Regions from separate parts of the Rattus norvegicus genome. Here regions 1 and 2 are each linked to region 3. A link is a contact called in public Hi-C data. All regions are on one chromosome and are shown on one strand. Each heading gives the region's core, a stretch centred on a gene start, on an enhancer-like site or on the middle of the called end of the contact. The rest is flanking DNA. Distances are from core to core; before and after follow the strand shown. Region 1 overlaps LOC102555978 (a long non-coding RNA gene). Region 2 overlaps Adamts9 (ADAM metallopeptidase with thrombospondin type 1 motif, 9). Region 3 holds the start of Adamts9 (ADAM metallopeptidase with thrombospondin type 1 motif, 9).

Region 1 (4,812 bases), core at 522-3,021, 210 kb before region 3:
ATGACTTAAGAGTCTTTTTCTCTGCCCCAGGCAAAGAAAAGCAAACTGGACTTAATTGAGATACCTCTTTAATATCCAAGTCCAGTGCTTCTCCAGAAAGGTTAATGTCACATGCCAATGATCAGAGACACGCCCTTCCAAAACCAGCCCTGTCGAGAATGGCATGTTTGTGAAGGGACATAAAACTCAGCATGTTGTAGAATTCTCTCACATAGTATTGAAACTTGACTTTTAATTTTTTCAACTTTAGGAGAAAAATGCTATCTCAGTTTAAACAATGCTTCCTTAAGGGACACTGCAGAGAAATGACCGAGTCCCTGGAAACTGACTGGGCAATACTGTTGGTATTCAGGAACTTCAAGTCGTAAATTAATCTCAAGTCAAATTTTTGTGAAATGTCAGATTTTAGCAACCAAAAAACAAATCAGTCAAACATATCCACAGATATTATCACAGAATATGATCTGTACTTCATGCCTTTCCGAGTGAGCCACTTCTGAAGACATTGTGAGAGAATCTACATTTTCCCATAATTTGCAATTAGCAAGGTGGTGCTGAAATGTTTGTTAAGGCAAGATGGTGATGATGATGATGATGATGGTGGTGATGATGATGGTGGTGATGATGATGATGGTGGTGGTGGTGGTGGTGGTGGTGGTGGTGGTGGTGGTGGTGGTGGTGGTGATGATGATGACAAATAAAAGAAAAAATGCTTAGCCCTGGTTTGGATTGAGTGAGACCATGGCAAGCAATGTTACATTCTTTTCTTTCTCAATAGCTTTGACTCTTCTTTTCTTTGAGTATTGGTAATGCTCAGAAGACATTTTCAAATATCTGACTTCCAACTCTAAGGCCAACTAAGAAAAAATGACCTGGAATAGGGATTTAGCAGAAAGACAAACAAAAAACAAAACAACTTCAGAACATTTAGCTTGGGCTTCACATCAGAGAGAGGTTAAATAATATATATGGCCAAAGAAATATTTATCCAATAAATTCTACCTGTCAACATTGTAAACGTGGTATTAAAAGCCCCAGTCCTGTTTTTAGGAAGCAACGACAGAGGCAAGGGACTATGAACAAGCTCTGCCATCCGCTCCTACTTGAAAAAGACACCCAGCCTTCCACAGTAGATCCTCCAGGTCTGCTTAGAATGATTGACAAGGGCTCTTTAGGAAAGAAAAGACAGGGGAGAAAACTCAAACCCTTTGAGTTGGTGCACATCATGCAAAGAAGATAAAGCATTAGAAATTTGGTAAGTTGACCCTTGGTTTTCTCTTCTGAATGAAAAAGACTATCTCCATTGTTCTTGCTGACTAGCATCGAGGCAGGCCCACCTCTAATCATGTTTCTTACTGAGGAAGCCTCAGAAGGTATGGGAAAAGATCAATCTTAGCATGATATGGCTTCCTTTTTTAATTTGATTGATGCCAAAAAACCTGCTTTGAGTGGAAGGCTTCAAAAAGCCTTCAAAATGCAGTAAATCCATTTCCTTGGCCTCTGCAGGGCTCCTGAGTCATGGCCCTTAGGTTTTGCTTCTTTTTTTTCTTTTTCTTTTTCTTTCGTTTTTTTTTAAATCCTCCCTCTCTGGATTCTGCATATGAATCAGAACACTTTGTACCATGGAGAAACAATATAAATAAATCATGTGATAAAATGACCTTTTTGAAATCACGTTTTGGCTGGACGATGCTTTTCACAGCTGTCTCTCTGCTCTGACTGCAGATGCCAGGGCGAATGCAGCTTTTACAAGTCCCTCACTGAAGTCTGACATCCAGTTGAATCCAATTCTGAGGAAGCTAAATTCAACACACTTCCTTTTCACATTTTTTTTGGCGGTTTGAAAACACAAACTGCCAGTGATCTGGCATGTGTGCAAGTAATATCCTTATCTTTGGCCTTCAACATTGCTTCTGGAGGGAAGACAGTGGTTCTACGAGAAGGGGCCTGATAACAAGATCTGGAGACAGGATTGCTTGCTTATTTATTGTTTTTGTTTACTGGAATCATTACAGAAGCTCACTGTCCTGGGAATTGTTTACTGCAGTGTCATGTAAAGAAGGAAGTGGCCTGAGAAGTGACATGGGAGTCCTCTCTTTCTGTTGTCCTTTTACTAAAAAGTGTGACAGGTCTACATATGCCAGGAGCTGAGACACAGATACAGGGGTGAGACCAGGGGCAGGATGTGAGATGACTGGGGGTGGGGGGCATTTCTCCAGGTGGCCCAGTTTTGAGGAAGTATCTGACAGACTGCTCTAGTTGTCAACATTGCCTAATCCACATGTCAAACAACATTTCCAGGAAATGTCCTGTTTGTGTTCCTTTCCAGAAGGATTAGAATTAACAGATGCACGAGTCCCCAGAATGACTGGAGAAGCTGTGAGGGAGAAAAACATGGCTAGCTGGCCTCCCTTCCTCCCTTCCTTCCTTGCTTCCTGCCTGCCTGCCTTTCTGCTTTCCTCCCCTCCTTCCATTTTGTTTTCAAATTAAAATTTATCTGAGTTGTTATGTATCACTGGGGGCAGAATAAAAAGTAGAAATTAAACATTTTCTCTGAAAGCAGTTCTGGAATGTTCCTGCCCCTTTCTTTCCTAGTCGCGCTAAGTTCTTCTGGAGGGATAGAAAGAATAAATCATAATTTAAAAACAAGAAGCATCTACTCTCCTCCTATCCAAGTGACCTGTGTGTGACTCTTGCCTGGAAGCTAGGCCCTCCCTTCTCCCTTACTCTCCTTGTGACTTCTCTCTGGTGCCCTCCTTTGGATGGCTCAGCTCTTCACTTCTCAGAGTTTATCTTCTTTCACTTCCATCCACTCCTCCTCCTTTACACTCCCATCCCCCTGCCTCTCTCTCTCTCATCAAGACAGCTTCTGTACCTACTTTACTCACTTTCTAACGATAGAAATTGGGTTTGTAGTTTTCCTTGGAATCCTAGCCCAGATACATTGCCCTGAGGTGGACATAGAAGAGGGAAAGAGCCCACTCCTCCCACTCCTGCCCCTGTGCCCTTTTTTGATCATTAAGACAGATACTTAGCTTCTCATGGGCCAGCTCCACCAGGGATGGTTGTAAACTCTACAGGGAAATTAAAAAGGTAAAATAAAGCGATATTTTAAAAACTGTGTTAGCCACATCTCAGCGCTCAAACTTTGCTTTGAAAAACCCGAACAAGAAAATATTGTTGTGTTTTTGAGGACTTCATACAAAATAAATGTTCATCATTTTGTTTATAGTTTAAAATTTGTTTAAGGTTCAGATGGCAAAAAAGATGGTGAAAAATCATTAATGCCAATCATTTAATGCATGTAATAAATAAAGATACTTCCTTTCCATTAAAGGCAGCTGACATGCTAGCTAAGCATTAGTATGGATCCTATAATGGTGCCACCAGTCAACCATTTTGACCTACAAAAATCAGACTTTCATGTGGTTCCATGTAACAGACTGACTTTATGTTGTTTTGCTTTGGACTAAGTATGTCTATAGTTTCTAGTCCTGGAGAACACACAGGGGCTTCATCCCTCACTCCCACTGCCAATCCTTTAGGAGCTAAAGAGGTTGGGTCTTCTTTCCTGACAATCTGATGGTACAACTCACCTAGAGGTGCCAATCACAGGTCAACAGCTTAACTCTTACCAATCTAGTGGAGATTAGAAATACATCAGGAGCCCTGATCAAAACTATGCATTTCTTACAGGTGTAGTGATGTACTTGATGAAGACGTGATTGGTGGATTAGAGATGGTATGCTATACATTGTTTTGGATGAGCTCAGCCTAAAGTATTCATTTGTTTTTCTTTTTCTTTCTTTTTTTTTTTTTTTACCAATCCTTTATTTTGAAAATGGGAAAACGAGGGCTAGGGCTATAACTCAGTTGGTAGAATGCTAGCCTAACATGCACAAAACCCTGAGTTCAGTTCCAAGTAATGAGTAAGTTAGGCTGATGACGAATGCCTGGAATCCTAGCATTCTGAAGTCGGGGGTGGGGGGGGTTGGAAGTCACTCTCAGCTTTGTACTGAGTTAGAAAGTAGCTTGAGCTAAAGGAGAACCAGACTCTAAAGATTAAAATAAAATAATAAATCAAAATAAGCAAAAAGGAAACCAAAACAAACTGTAAATGCCTTACTTTGGGTTTTATTGCTGTGAAGAGACACCATGACCACGGTAACTCTTATAAGGGAAAACATTTCATTGGGGCTGGCTTACAGGTTGAGAGGGTTGGTTCATTGTCATGGTGGTAGCATGTAGCCAGACATGATGCTGGAGCCAAGAGTTCTACATCTGGATTGAGAGCAACAGGAAGACAGACAGAGAGAGAGAGAGAGAGAGAGAGAGAGAGAGAGAGAGAGAGAGAGAGAGAGAGAGAGAGATTGTCACCAGTGACATATTTTTCCAACAAGGCTACACTTCCTCAAACAAGGAGACACCTCCTAATAGTGCCCCTCCCTATGAGCCATTTTCATTCAAACCATCTAATTAAGCATCACAACCATCCCCCTCACATGGCACCTTAGAGTGCAAGTGTCAGTGCTTCTGTGCTTAGTTTTACCTGCTGCATACACCTCCCATTGATTTTCTGGTTCTTTGTCTTCTTCTCAGGCTGTACCTCTTTTTCAAAGGGAGTAGGAAGGACCTGTGTCTACATGAACACTTTTCACTTCCAAATGGTAACATAAACTTCAGCCTCCCCCAAGCAGCTACAAATAAATGAGAGCGCTTCAAATAAATGGATTTAAAATGAATATGCAAAACCAGGAAGGAGCTTTCCATGAGCCAATTACTTGTGAGAAGACTCCAGAAAGTAGAAAAGAA
Region 2 (4,181 bases), core at 235-2,734, 160 kb after region 3:
CTTTTGCACCTGCTCCAACATTTCTCAGTGCAGCAGCTTGGACCTGGAGAAGCAGGCCGGATAGCTCTGAGGGGAAAGGGGAACTCTTCTGTTACTTACAGCAATCCCATGGAGTTCTTGGTGTCCAGCTGTTGCATACATCCCTGCCATTGACTGGAGTGTCTCGAACTGTCTGTAGACATTGCCACATTTCTTCGGAAGATGCATCACCCCTACTGGTATCAGTGATTGGTCACTCTGGAAGCAGAAATCTTCTTTCCCATGTCATATTTGTAGTGCCTTAGCTCCAGAAGGATTTGGAAGTCATTATTTCCTATTTATGAAACTTGCAGGGAGAAGAAACTCTGAGGCACTCCTCTTAGAAATTTCACCCAAAGACCTAAGATGTGCTATTTACTGGAAAAAACGGTCAACTTCCAGGGACATGTTACTACCAATAGCTAATATATATACATAGACCAAGTAATACTGAGCCCCTCCCCTAAGTAATTACCATTAAACCAGGGCAAAGAAAACAAGAATTTGTTAGGAAACAGTTAGGAAATTCAGGAGCATTTAGAAATTTAGAAAACACAGAAGTTATACTTGTATTTTTGTTACAGATGCCAGTGTTTCTACTAAGTATCAACAACATGAGAGCTTATTTACTTTCATATTTCTCCCAAGTTTTGTTTAAGGCAAGGTTTCCCTAGGTAATGCAGGTGGCCTGGATCTGACTGCCATCCTCCTCCTCAGTCCTCTGAGCAGTGATATCATAGGCAGGGCCTACCACAGCCAGCTTCTACACTTCTAACTTTATTTACTTCTCATTACTACAGTAAATGAGGGAAGTATGTACATTAACTTCCATTTTAAAGATGGACCAACTGAAGTTTGGAAAGGGCTGAACTAACCCCTCCTTCCCCCCTCCCCTCTTCCCCTCCCTCCCTCCCTCCCTCCCTCCGTCACCCCCTCCCTTGCCTCTCCTCCTCTCTCTCTCCTCCTCCTCCTCCTCCTCCTCCTCCTCCTCCTCCTTTCTCTCTCTCTCTCTCTCTCTCTCTCTCTCTCTCTCTCTCTCTCTCTCTCTTATCTAATCATTGCTGAAGGAGTTAACTCTGACATACTAGGTTTGGTTCTGAGTAACAGCTCTCCGTTATCTCTTTGTTTTAACTTTTTTCAAAGTCGTGGGTTCTCAGTTCTGGGAGAAAGTAATCCTGAGAACATGTTCAGGGTCACAGAACATTCTCAGCTTGGAAACCGCCAGTGTTGGATCTGGTTTTGAGAGAGGGGAGACCGGTTTAGTACTACGGCACTGGCTCCTTAGAGATAAATATCAATATTAAAGGCCCAGACCACACACCCTTGTGGCCTTTGGGAATTCTGTTCCGGAACTAAGTCTGTGTGTGCCCGCGGGCGCGCGCGCGGGCGCTTGGGTGGGGGGGTGTTCAGAAGATGGACTGGGAGTGTGCGCTATCTTCAGCAGGCCAAGAGCGTCCTCTTCTGGCTACCTTTGGAAACGCGCCACTGCTTTGAACTCACACCCAGCGGTGCTTGGTACAGAGTGTGCTTGCTCTTCGCCCCAGGGAACTGGAAGCCCAGGAAACTTTGGCAGCTAGATCTTGTTAGAAAAATTACACTGTGGCATTTTGGTCGTGAAGGAATCCGATAATTGCGAGCAACATCGGGGTTACTGTGCTACGGAGGCTGGCAGGAGGAAGCTTTGAGAGAGGATTTAGAAGTCAGTAAAGACGACCTGAGAGCTTTCTGTGTTCAGGAGGGAGTTAATCGACTGTGATCCAGGGTTTCACCATCTGTAAACAAAATCCCTACCTAGAAATCATGAATGTAACACACCTGGTTCTGACAATGGAACAACAAAATACCTTCAATGATTAGCGGCCATCAAAATTAATTAACACCCTTCTACTTACCAAAGTCCCTTTGAATGTGTCAGCTCTGCCTTGGTTGGTATGTCACACGGGCTGAAAGTCTTTTGTGTTGGCTTTGTGTTCCAGGGCCGTTTTAGCATCAACCTTTATGGGACCGGGCTGTCCTTAACCGAGTCTGCCAGATGGACATCACAAGGGAATTATGCCGTTTCAGACATCAAGAAGTCTCCGGTAAGGCTCTGTATTGCTTGGGGGATGGTTCTTGTTTAACATCTTATGAAGACGGTGGCTCTGTACTGAAGGAGCAGAGCCGGCATGCTTTTCCCATTCACCAAACTTTTGTTCCCCAAAGTGCCAGAGAGAAAATTTAGGACACAAATACGGGAAGGAATTTAGAGGTGGGTGAAACAGGAGAGACTCACTGGTTGAAGCTTTTCCCACCTACTAAATTCGAAGCCATCCAAGCGCCTGGAAAGACTACTGGATCAAAAGGGGTCGGGGCAGGGCTCTAGCATACACACAGCTCAAATATCTTAACTAATCAAATGCAACTTGCCTATTCAAACCTCGAAAAAATTGATGTTTTGGTTTGGTTTGCTCTGCCCAGAAACAGTTGCAGTTCCAGTAGGAAGAGGTTATGGGGTGATATTTTCTGGAAAGTTAGGAATACAATAATCCACTTTTGGGGGGTGGAGGTTGAACCCAGTACACTTAGCATGTCAGCAACCCCAAAGCATTTGGAAGGCAGGAGCTAGGACCCTGGTCTTCTGGGTCCAATTCTGTAGCTGAACAAGCCCCCAAGTGGTTGACAAGCATAGCCCGAGAATCACCCACCCTGTGGAGCCACCTGTTTAATTGTACCCTCTGGTCCCTCTGACTAGGCTGAGGGGATCCAAACCTCTGGGGCTGTGTCTCCATGGTGATCCTAAAGGACAGTGGGGCAGAAACTCCTCCTTAAAGCCCTTCCACTGAGTTCTCAGGCCAGTGCAGCATCCAGCCTCCTGGAGATATGGGATGTTTCCCAGTACCTATTCAGGAACTGCACCCGTGACCTGAGAAGAGAAAGGGGGAAGAAAGGAGATCTGAGTCCAGAATAACCCGGCCAGATGAGTGCAGCTACCTCGTTAGAACTGCAAGTTAGAATGCCAGGTCAACCATGACACTTTTTTTGGTTTTTTGGGTTTTTTTTTTTTATTTCTTTAAGCTTGCGTAGGGGATTTACATCTTTTTAAACAGTCTGTTCCCAGGACACAGCTATTACCTCAGCACTGGGGAAGCAGAATAGGAGAGCCTTCAGTTTAAGACAAACTTGGCCCACATAGCTAGACCCTGTCTCCTAATGACTAGTACTACAAATAATGACACGTAATGCTAATATGTTGTTTACCTGAAATCCATATTTGATGAGCATTTGGACTTTCACTGGCTGAGTTTGGCAACCCTCCAAGTGTGTTGCCTCGGGTTGGAGCCAAAGGATGAAGCAGCCACTCAGTCTGCACTGCCCTGAACCCCCGGCACAGGGGAGATCCCGCAGGGCGCCTCAGGACGATGTGTTTCCTGACTCCTTTTTAAACTTCTGGAATCCTGCCTGTATCTCAGGTCCTGGTCTTGCCACAAAGCTAAGCAGGGGTCCCAAATCTGATTCAATTCAACGTGATTGCTATGACTTAATCATAAGTATTGCCCTCCCACCAAATGGAATAGAGACAGTTGTGATCTTTGCCTGAGCCCTGACATCACGATACCTTCCCCTACTACTCCCCACCCCACCCCTGATCCTGTAGACTTTTTTATAGGAAATAAAATTAGTATTTTTTATTGTGTTCATGTTTTGACAAGTGCATTATGTCTCTATGACAATATTTGAAATGTTTAACTATTTTAGATGTGGTTGAATGAAATCATCTTTGTAAGATATGTATGCTTCATTCATACATACGTACATGCATGCATACATACATACATAAATACATACATACATATGTTAGAATTTTGCTAGACTGTGTCAATCTATTGAAATTTCAGCCAGAGGCTAAAAGTAACTCGAGTGCCATCTTATGGACATGTCAAGTAGTGCAAGGCTGTTCCACCCTTAGAATAAGTCTGCCTGAGAGAGTAGCATGGATCTCTCTCTCTCTCTCTCTCTCTCTCTCTCTCTCTCTCTCTCTCTCTCTCTCTCTCTCTCTCTCTCTCTCCTGAAGGTGTTAAGTAAGTAGAAGCTAGGACTGCAGTCTTCCTAACTCCTGCCAGACCAGAGGACTTCCAGAACTGTTATGGTTGGGGGAACATACAGATGGTGTTCTCTCTCCCTGA
Region 3 (4,532 bases), core at 163-2,662:
GCCAAGTCATTTTTCCGCTATCATCAGAACTGTACACATCATTGTTTCCAGGATGGGTGGCACTCGCAGCACACTGCTTTCTGGTCTCTATCAGCACTAATATTCTCAGCTCTGAGTAGCGGGCCAAGCAGCAGAGAACTCCGGTTCTAGGAAACGTGGACAATTATAAATTTGTTAGTCATATCAGTTACTGAAAATGCCTTTTTCCTTTCCCTTTGAATTAGTGCATCCTCTCTTCCCGAGAGCTAAGGGGGAAAGGTGCTTTTGAATAATCCATGGTTTTAACCATTTTCCCTCTTCACTTCCTCCCCCTTCTCCCTGTTGCTCTTTTCTCCTTTTCTAGAGTTCTGGATTCCAAATGTTCATCTTCAACCGGAGGGGGATGATAGATTACTTGAAGTATCTGTTTGGAGCCACTTCCATGCTCGCATCCTCTCTAACCGCTGAAAGCAAGCGGAAGTGACTGCGAACTCCCTGGGGGTTTGAGTGCCTTCCCCAGGACCTACAGCTTCACAGTCCTTCCCTACTCCCTTCCCTTCAGATGTCGGGAAGAGTTGGGGGCTTCCAAGACCCCAAACCCCACTAACTGCACAGTAAGCACCTTAACCTTTTTGGGAAAAAGACCTACAGAAACCTGTAGACGCTCTAGCCACAGAGACAGAAGTCCCGGGAAGACCCGGGTTTAAACTGTTGCGAAACTTTCAGGCAACTACGGATCTGAAACACTACTGGAACTACAGGACTGAGCTAGATCCCTGACTTTTAAACTCTCGACTTGGGGCAATTAAGTAGAGTGGAGCTCAGGTGACAAATCTGGTTTCTAGTGATCAAGTGTAGGATCTAGACCGAGCAAGGCTACTTTCTCTTGTAAGGAATGCCAAGTGGGGTGATGGAAAGAGACCAGGGCAGAATGAAGAGAACAGGCAGAAACGGTGAAATGGAGAAAGCGCAGTAGAAAGTGGAGAAGGGAGAGACCATCGGAGAAGAGGGACAGGGGCCCAAAGAGACCTTCACCAAGACCTGGCTAGGGAGAGATTCCAAATGGGAGACCTAAGTCGTAAAGGAGAGTCGGAGTGGGTGGCTGAGCGCCACCGAGAACTTTCTCTGCTCTCCGTCCTCAGTCTCTGAAAACCCCACCTCGGGGAGGTGACGCGGACGGCCGCCAATTGCTCCGGCGCTGCCGGCGTCTCTGGCCTCCGCCTCCGGCAGCTGGAGGGGCCTAAAGCGGTGAGTCCTGGCACCCGCGGCCGGCCGAGGAGGGGACAGGATCTGCAAGGAGGCGGGACGCCTGCCCCGCTTTCTCCTCCCCTCTCCTCCTCCTGGAGGCGTGCACCTAGGGTATTTGAGCGCCCGCGGGGGCCCCCGCCCCCTGGCCCCCCATTCAAGAAGCGGCTCGGCTAACTCAGCCAGCAAAGGGCGCCCGGCGCGCCTCGGAGCGCACGTTCCGCGCCTTCTCCTGCCCGCAGGCTGGACATTATGCGGCGGAGCCGCCGAGCCCTAGTCCTCCGCCTCCTTCTCCTCCTCCTGCGGCCCGAGCGCCTCAGCTCACGGCAGGCGGCAGCGTTGCTCAGCGGAGCGCAGACGGGACCCTCTCTGCAGGACCTCAGCGACTCCTAAAGTCAAAAAGTTGGCGGCAGGGCGCCGGGGTTCCGCGCGCTCTCCACGGCCGCTGCCTCGCGTCGCCGCCAGCCACCAAAGCGGGCAGGAGGGAGGGGGTGGGAGAAGCGGGGGGAGGGGTGAGGAGCACCATGCAGTTAGTATCCTGGGCCACACTGCTAACGCTCCTGGTGCCGGACCTGGTTGAGATGAGGAGCCCCGACTCCGCGGCGGCCGTGCGCAAGGACAGGCTGCACCCGAGGCAAGGTAACATGGCTCTGGACCCTCAAGCCCCCCCCCACGCCCCCACACACTCCATCTCCACCTCCTTGAACACGCTCTGGGGCGGGCACCCCGCAGTAGAGGCCTCTCTCCTTTTCCTAGAAAGAATTACCTCCCGTTTTGGAACCTCTCCCTTCTCTGGGTCATCCTTAGTCAACTATTAGGGAGGGAAGCACTGCAAGAATTTTAGGGTCACCCCCCAGTTCTTTTTACCTGACTTTTTACCATCTTATCCCCTGTCCCAAATCAACTCTATTTAATAACTTGGATCACCAGAGAGCGCACATTTTATTGTATTCAGGATATTTATCAGAATATGTAATTATTTTGTTTTTAATATTTGTTCATTGTCTGACTTCTAATGCTCTAATCTCAGCCCCTCACCTAGTTCTCGGCTGTTACTATTACAGTAGGCGCTCAACAAATATTTATCCAGTGGTGGAGCCTGAAAGAATTGACTTAAAGTGGCTGCAAAATAAATTAGGACAAAGCCCCCCATCTTCTTTTTAAATTAAAACTTTCGGGGGAAATGAATGATTAGCTCATTTGCCTCTGTTTCTCCCTGCAGTGAAATTATTAGAGAGTCTGAGCGAATATGAGATCGCGTCTCCCATCCGAGTGAACCCCCTCGGGGAACCCTTTCCCACGAACGTGCACTTCAAAAGAAGGCGACGAAGCATTAACTCTGCCTCTGACCCCTGGCCTGCCTTCGCCTCCTCCTCCTCGTCTTCCTCTACCTCTTCCCAGGAGCATTACCGCCTCAAAGCCTTCGGCCAGCAGTTTCTATTTAATCTCACCGCCCATACCGGATTTATCGCTCCACTGTTCACTGTCACCCTCCTTGGAGAGCCAGGGGTGAACCAGTCCAAACTGTATTCCGAGGAAGAAATGGAACTTAGGCACTGTTTCTACAAAGGCCATGTCAATACCAAGTCTGAGCACACTGCGGTCATCAGCCTGTGCTCCGGAATGGTAAGTGGGCGCGTGCCCCTTCCCTCCTCCCCGCCTCCTCGTCTGCTTCTTTAAGACTTAATTGCACCCTAGTCTGAACCTACCGAGTCTATGCTCTGGCGTTAAATATCAACATTGGCTTAGGTCTCGGAACTGGGGTCTACCGGTGTAGTGCGTGCTCTTCCACTCAAGAAGGGTGTACACATCTATCCCGAGAGGGTCGTGTATGGTTTGGAGCTGTCTTAGATTGGATGAATTGGGTTTGCTGTACGCAGCCCAGCTCTGCAGAGTAGCTTGCATGTAGGTTTACAAACTCGGAGAAAGTTGCTGGGGTTGTGGTTTCTTGTAGCAAACTTGGCTGCTCTGGAGCCCTGCAGCTGAGCGCAGGGCGGACTCAACTCCTCATTGGCGCGTCCAGAGTCAGGGATGTAAACTGACAATCCCTGGACACCCTTACTGGCGCGCTGGGACATCTCTCTGGTTGTGGACGCTGCTACACAACCGAGTGTCCCCGCGTTCTTTCCTCTCGGAGCTTTTTATCACGTCAAGGAATTTTGAAACCGAACCAGATTGACAGGGAAGCCGATCCTGTCCCGGGAAAGGAAGGGTGGGCCAAATACTCTGAGAGCCGGGAGTGAGGGCGGAGCCTGTCTCTAAGGCGGTGTTTAGGGTTAGAAGGTGGGGGGAGGGGTGGTGCACTGCAGTCCGACTCTGCACCCTGCTGGCGTGGTGGCTGGAGGCGCTAGAGTAGTGGGAGAGCCTGGAGAGATAACCTTAAGACGAACCCTATTCTAGAACCTGTGGCTGTTTCAAAATGTAGGAATGAAAATGTATAGCGCACGTTTCTCTAGGAAAGTTGGGTGCGACGGATACCGCCGGGAGCTGTCTAGTAGGCGTTTAGTGCGAGATCCAAGTTGGTATCTCCACCCTCTTTTTCCTGACCCCTCTGTTACCCTCCATTGGGATTAACAAGGCATCAGTCCCCAATCCCTCTGACAGTTGAGAGTCTTGTACAATTCTGGACCCAACTAGAGTAGCCCTTCGCTTTCCCAAGCGACATGCGTTTCTACCACGCGCGTATGACGCAGAAACTTTCCCGCGGCTGTCTCTCCCAGCTCACTGCACCGCGCATTACGCACAATTGGTTATTAAAAGTCTGTGCCCCTGGCGCATTTACTCTCTCCCCTTGACACACACACCCTCCCTCTCGTCTTTCTAAATGGGGGCTTGGGTACTCACTCGCATGCTCGGCTGCCACATTTGCTGGCTGGTTCTTGCGTCTTAAATTCCGGGTCTGGAGGTTATATCCTTCTTCGACTACCAAGAGCCTGCTCTTGGATCCCGGCAGGAGTTCCGCACTCCGGAAGACTGGGAGGAGGGAAGGTGGGATATGGGGAAGAGGGTGAACCCCTTCACCCACCAGCTAAGTGCTGAGAATCCTGGCGCCCAAAGTACTTCCTTGAGATTGATTGAGGGTAGGCGGAGACCACAGTTTAGCAAGGGGAGGCGATGCCGCGTTGAGTCATCACAGCCTCAAACCTGGGCTTAGACACTAGAATGGCTCCAGTCTTTGAGAGGTTATTGCCTAGGTAGACCTAGGCTGAAGTCTTGGGGCCGATCCCAGAGAATCAGTACACCTCACGATTTAAAACTAGGGACCCCCAATTCCTGGATCTTCGACTGGACTGCTTGTGTACTTCGTT

What was found. A called contact is a pair of places that touch in the nucleus more often than the background predicts.
Region 1: a Hi-C map of mammary epithelial cells shows a contact between it and region 3, with 1.6 times the contacts expected there. The contact joins the enhancer-like site here to the promoter of Adamts9 in region 3. A contact is called at or near these places in 2 of 12 Hi-C or Micro-C datasets (mammary epithelial cells and psoas muscle).
Region 2: a Hi-C map of Schwann cells shows a contact between it and region 3, with 11 times the contacts expected there. The contact joins the enhancer-like site here to the promoter of Adamts9 in region 3. A contact is called at or near these places in 6 of 12 Hi-C or Micro-C datasets (the A7r5 cell line, Schwann cells, frontal cortex and 3 more).

What each region holds. Positions count from the first base shown.
Region 1 is chr4:127,226,525-127,231,336 of GRCr8, reverse strand. LOC102555978 (a long non-coding RNA gene) reads right to left here. Exons shown (of 6, transcript XR_005503755.2): 5 at 1-4,281. All of the region lies in intron 2 of LOC120102344 (a long non-coding RNA gene), which reads left to right. Among named protein-coding and RNA genes, the nearest start is that of Adamts9, 210 kb to the right of the region's middle. Within about 2 kb of position 1,771, at least 1 of the 93 cell types and tissues checked has an H3K27ac peak or open chromatin away from gene starts, as enhancers often do.
Region 2 is chr4:126,860,579-126,864,759 of GRCr8, reverse strand. It overlaps Adamts9 (ADAM metallopeptidase with thrombospondin type 1 motif, 9), which reads left to right. Exons shown (of 39, transcript NM_001107877.1): 37 at 1,995-2,181. The coding sequence ends at 2,138. Among named protein-coding and RNA genes, the nearest start is that of Adamts9, 160 kb to the left of the region's middle. Within about 2 kb of position 1,484, at least 6 of the 93 cell types and tissues checked have an H3K27ac peak or open chromatin away from gene starts, as enhancers often do. A contact at or near this core is called in Schwann cells, where this site is marked.
Region 3 is chr4:127,016,756-127,021,287 of GRCr8, reverse strand. It overlaps Adamts9 (ADAM metallopeptidase with thrombospondin type 1 motif, 9), which reads left to right and starts at 1,412. Exons shown (of 39, transcript NM_001107877.1): 1 at 1,412-1,863; 2 at 2,447-2,850. The coding sequence starts at 1,749. LOC102555978 (a long non-coding RNA gene) reads right to left here. Exons shown (of 6, transcript XR_005503755.2): 1 at 4,069-4,532.